Regions from separate parts of the Urocitellus parryii genome. Here region 2 is linked to region 1. The links are chromatin contacts, called in public Hi-C maps. All regions are on one chromosome and are shown on one strand. The core of a region is the stretch at or near the end of the contact, and the rest is flanking DNA. Distances in the headings are between cores, read along the strand shown.

Region 1 (2,700 bases), core at 73-2,572:
GGATAAGAGATGGGGCAGTACCATGAGTAGCATTCAACCATTCAACTCTCCCAAATCTGCCCCCTCAAAGTTCTGGCTTACACATGGTTTGCTTCAAGATTCACCTGAGTTATTCAATTTAATAACTCAAACAATGACAATTCTACATTTTTAGTACAGAACGTTTTTACAAAATACATTTAACTGTTGATTAGAGTTTTAAATTCAATCTACCAATTTTACAAATAAAGTGAGGCAAAAATGGTAAAGATTTAGGAGAAAAGGTAGCACCTGCTTTTCATTATAATCGTTAAACATAGTGTTTAATTTGTAACGCGTTCATTATAAATTCATAAAGTGTTAAATTTTATGAAAATTTCCTCAAGATATAAAGTGAAAACTTTTCTATGATAAATAAGATGTATTTGAGAAGCCGTCTCGTCTCAGCCGGGCAGGCTTTGCTAGAAGGGATTCTGATTGCCAAGAGGGAGGAATCTCCACTCCTGGGTTCATTTATCTAATGTCAGCCGTCATAAACTGAGGCATCAGAACACTCCTAACAGCGAGTACAACCCGCTTCCTAGGAGTCTAATACAGAAAAGGAAATCACCAAGGAATGCTGCTACCTATCATTGTTATTTCGACTACAGAATTTTGAAGTTATTTTTCGCGGGTGTCTATTATCTGGTTTTTGCAGAGTACGTCAATCAAGTGGGAGTAACCCCTTTTAGTGTTTATTCTCATTTAGTAAGGAAAGGGTTATAAACAGTTCACACAAATTTGGTAGGGTTCCCAAAAGACTCGAAACGTTGAGATTCGGCCCGTTGGGGTGGAAACCAAGGGCGAAGGAACGAAAGACACCTCCGCGGGCAGTTCTTCACACACACACACACACACACACACACACACACACACACGACCCCAGCAGCAGCGACACACACACACACACACACACACACACACACACACACACACACACACGACCCCAGCAGCAGCGCCCCGCGGAGGCCACACACACACACACACACACACACGACCCCAGCAGCAGCGCCCCGCGGAGGCAGGGTGGAAACGCCCCTCTGGGAGTCGGGCGCTTTCTCCAGCCGGCCGATGGGCGGTGCCCGATGGCTGAAGGCGACTCTGCCAGGCCCCTGGGCTCGCGTCACCGCCCCGCAGCGGCCCGGGCCTGCCGGGTTCGCGCTCCGGGGTCAGACGGAGGACGCGGGCGGGCTGGGGGCCCCCAGGCTGCGAGGCGGAAGGGCCTGGGAGCGGGGCGGCGCCGGCGGGGGACGGGGCGTGCCCACGTGACCGCCCCGCCCGCCTCCTGCGGCCCGCCAGCCCCGCCGCCTCCCCGGGGCTGCAGCTCCCGGCGTGCCCCGCACTCGCAGCCGCCTGCCTGCCCGCCTGCCCCTCCTTCTCCTCCTCCCAGATCCACGGAGCCGGAGCAGCTGCCGCAGTCACAGCCGCGGGCACTATGGTAAGGCGGGCGCGCCGGCCGGGAGACGGGGGCGCAGCAAGGAAGCCCCCAGAGCGGCCCCGCACGACCCGGGGAATGGGGCCGCCATTTTAACCAGTTTTTGGCTTCCGAGGTGGGCGCTCCCGCGCTGTAGCCCCGCAGCAGCCCCGCTGCTCTCAGCCGGCCGGCCTGCCCTCCGCAGTCAGGCCCAGCCCTGCTGCTCTCGGGATTCTTGGGGGCGGGGAGGGCCCGGGAGTGCGCGCGGGGGTGGGGGTGGGGGTGGGGGTCGGGGCCGTGCTGCCCGGGCTGCAGGAGGGTCCAGCCCCCTAGGTGCCGCGTTTGCCCTTCGCTTCCTAATTTTTCTTAACACGCGCGCTCTAAAATTGGTAAGTGATTTGCAGGCTTCGGGTCAGGGTCTAGATGGCCTGTAATAAAACTCTTAAGGGAAGACTGAAAAGGTGGGAAAACTGTTGTTTTTTTTTTTTAATGCTTTCTCGTGGTAAAAAAGCTTCTACATTGGACTTTTTAGTTTTGACGTGTCTGCCTTTGAGCTGTGGGGCAATTATGTTGTATCCGTAGGCGGTTGGAGTTTACACTTGATTCCCTTTCCTTATGAGGAAACGACAGTGGCTAGGATGACTTTAAAGAAAAAAAAAATAGTAGAAGCATTAACTGAAATCCAAAAGTGTTTTTTTAAAGGCCTGCAGAGTTGACACAATACAGAAGGTATTTTTGCCGCTGCTCCTGAAGGTCTGACATCACCCAGTGAAATAGGAAACATTTCAGGGATGGGACAACTTGTATTTGTCCCCTTTGCTCCACCTTCCATTTGCTTTCCCTGGACACCTTTAAAAAGGATGAATGGGCAGGATGAGTTTGAGTCTTTAGATGTATCATGTACCAAATCTTTAAAATGAAATTAATCTGTTTTGACTGCTTGCATCCTTCAGTGCGATTTTTAATGTCCAAACCAAATTGAATCCTCTGTAGGCAGACAATTTTGTTTAAATCCAGAATGCTTGTTCTGAATTACCATTCTTTGTTTATTTTCAGGCATCTGGAGTTACAGTGAATGATGAAGTCATCAAAGTTTTTAATGATATGAAAGTAAGGAAATCTTCTACACAAGAGGAGATCAAAAAAAGAAAGAAAGCAGTTCTCTTCTGTTTAAGCGATGACAAAAGACAAATAATTGTAGAGGAAGCAAAGCAGATCTTGGTGGGTGACATTGGTGATACTGTAGAGGACCCCTACACATCTTTTGT
Region 2 (2,846 bases), core at 31-2,530, 130 kb before region 1:
GAGTTATGATTTTATTGAAATTTCAGTATGTTGAGTTTGATGTTTTAATGAAATAGAATTACGAACAATTAAAAGTTCTTTTTAGTTGTAGATGTACCTTATTTTATTTATTTACTTTTATGTGGTGCCAAGGATTGAATCTAGTGCCTCACACATACTAGGCAAATCCTCTACCACTGAGCTACATCCCCAACCCAGAATTTCAATTTTGTTATATAAGGTTCCAACTGTTTAAAATTTGCACTTGATAAAAATAAATATTACTGCTTTTTATCAAGACTTTAACAATTTTTAAAATATTTCCAATAGAGAGATCTAAAATACACTTGAGTATTCAGAGAATTTCATCTATTTTTAACTTAATAGTTGAGATTTTGAGTTGTAAAGGTGATGCTTTAATATAGGTTTTGGGCTTGGAGTATAGCCAGTGGTATAGATCATTCTTAGCATGCCTGGGGTGTTGGGTGTTCAATCACTAGCACCAGAAAGAAAACAAAAAGTAGTTTGTAAAACTATTCTTTTTTCTTGTCCTCAAAAGATTGAGGCTACATATATGGGTTCTACATTTTTTGCCAATAAGTACTTGCTAGGTAGAGAATTCTAATTTGTCTGTCAGTATATTAGTTGAAGGCCAATTTAAAACCCAAATCTTTTTAGTCTGTACTTTTTTGAAAGGTTTATAGAGGCTACTTATATACTTGCTAGTGACAGCATTTCCAAGCTTCTGTACCTTCTATAATTCAGAGTAAGATGCATTAAGAAATAGTATTAATAATTTTTTAAACACTGAAAGAATATTGTGCCATTAATGTATGTTCCATTTTGCTAGTTGTATAAGCAGGTAAAAGCAGCCTGAGAAAAGTTAAAAAATGATAACTAGATTTAAACAGATTTCTTAATTTTCTGCTCCAAAGTACGAATGTACTTAATTTGAAGATATAAGCTGATCCCGTATTTTTTCTGTAATTATCACATCACTACATTAGTAGTTAGAAGAAATAATCTTTTTTGTCTAATAACCATTCTCAATCTTACTTTTAGACTCATTCTTACATTTTAATTAGCAAATAAGCAAAGAGCAAGGGCAATAGCAAAATAAAATCATTTAAAACAAAGCTAGTAAAAATTCTTGAGTTCTGCTTTGGAAAATTATTTTTAATTCAAAAGCCCTGTATACTACGTACATTAAAATTGGTTTCATAAGTGAAAAGTACTGATATGGGAATGTTGCTTAGGGAAAATTTTAGTAGCAAATCCATAATCTTTAAAATTCTAGTTGAATTAGGCATTAATCTTTGCAAATATTTACAGTGGTGTAAATTTTACTTTTCAAAGGGTGTGTTATTTAATTGTAAATATCTCGGGGTCTCATAGGCACCATGACATTTTCTAACTTATTTCCCCGTCTGGGCTAATTAAATCTTTGACTGAATTGCCCTAAGTATTAAAAAGAACGGATGTCGAGAAAGTATGTTTTGTTCAAGTCGCATATTTACACGTACAAGATTATCTTTATATGAATTCTAATTTTGAAGACAAACACCAAAACATTTTTATTTCTTAAACATTTCTCTTCGTAATCGTAAGTGGAATCCCAATTACATGTAGCCAAGGGTTGGTGAGAAACTTGAAGATGAAGGCTTTACTGTCAGCCATGTGTCCATAAACGCCGGCGCTTTCCCTAGATCTTTTGGCTGATAATCTCAAACATGGAGGATGCTTCTGATTCTTCACAAGGGGTTGCTTCATTAATTAATAATGTAGCTCTCCCAGACTCTCCGCCGTCTCTTCCTGTATCAGTGACAGGCTGTAAAAGTCATCGAGTAGCCAATAAAAAGGTAGAAGCTAGAAGTGAAAAGCTCCTCCCAACAGCTCTTCCTCCTTCGGAGCCGAAAGTAGATCAGAAACTTCCCAGGAGCTCCGAGAGGCGGGGAAGTGGCGGTGGGACGCGATCCCCCGGCGCGGAGCAGGGCAGTGGCAGTGTGAGAAGCCGCGGCCACTAGTGCGGCAAGGCCGGCCAGAAGGGACCCCCCGGGAGGGTCGGGACCTCTCTGCCTTCTCAGTTGAGAAGGTGGAGAAGTGGCAGTCGGAGTGCTCGCAGGTGAGGGGCTCCTTGCTGTCGCTCCGAAGCCGGACGGCGCCGGCAGGAAAGTGTAGGCGAGCGGGGGAACAAAGCGGAGCGGCGCCAGGGTCCGCCCGCGGCGAGCGCCCTCGCGGCGTGGGGCTGGCCGGCTGCGCGCCGAGCACGTTGTGAGCCCGGCGGCGGCGGCGGCGGCGGCGGCGGCGGCGGGCGGGGAGCCGGCGCAGGGGGAGGGGGCCGCCGCGGGGCGCCTGGCCCCATTGTGAGCCGCCCGCCGGGCGAGCCGAGGTGGGGCGCACTTGGAGGGCTGAGGCGGTGGCGGCTGCTGTACTCGCTCAACACCCGGGTGGCGGCAGGAGAGAACTCGGCTCCTGTAACAGCCAAGGCGCGTCAGTCACACAAAAGGCAGTCGAGCTCTCCCCAGCGCGCGGACCGCCCCACGCCGCCGCTAGCACTCCCCACCTTACCGGCTTTCCTTTCCCTCCAATTTTGATAGGGAAGAGGGGCCGACACGGGCGGCCGAGGGTCGGGGCAAACCCGCGGGCGGACAGGAGATGCCGCTGCTACACCGAAAGCCGTTTGTGAGACAGAAGCCACCCGTGGACCTGCGGCCGGACGAGGAAGTTTTCTACTGTAAAGTCACCAACGAGATCTTCCGCCACTATGAGTAAGGGCCGGGCGGAGCGCGCGGGGCGGGGGGGTGAGAGGGGTTGTAGGGACTCCCTCCCCAGCGCCCTTTTGTTTCTCTTCTTTTTCTCTCCCTGGG

Evidence for each region. Hi-C and Micro-C count contacts between places; a contact is called where the count stands out from the background.
Region 2: a Hi-C map of muscle shows a contact between it and region 1, with 3 times the contacts expected there. The contact joins the promoter of Baz1a here to the promoter of Cfl2 in region 1. A contact is called at or near these places in 2 of 2 Hi-C or Micro-C datasets (liver and muscle).

The regions. Positions count from the first base shown.
Region 1 is chr6:46,713,378-46,716,077 of mUroPar1.hap1, reverse strand. Cfl2 (cofilin 2) reads left to right here and starts at 1,322. Exons shown (of 4, transcript XM_077799946.1): 1 at 1,322-1,456; 2 at 2,489-2,700. The coding sequence starts at 1,454.
Region 2 is chr6:46,846,637-46,849,482 of mUroPar1.hap1, reverse strand. Baz1a (bromodomain adjacent to zinc finger domain 1A) reads left to right here and starts at 1,280. Exons shown (of 27, transcript XM_077799713.1): 1 at 1,280-2,101; 2 at 2,577-2,747. The coding sequence starts at 2,635.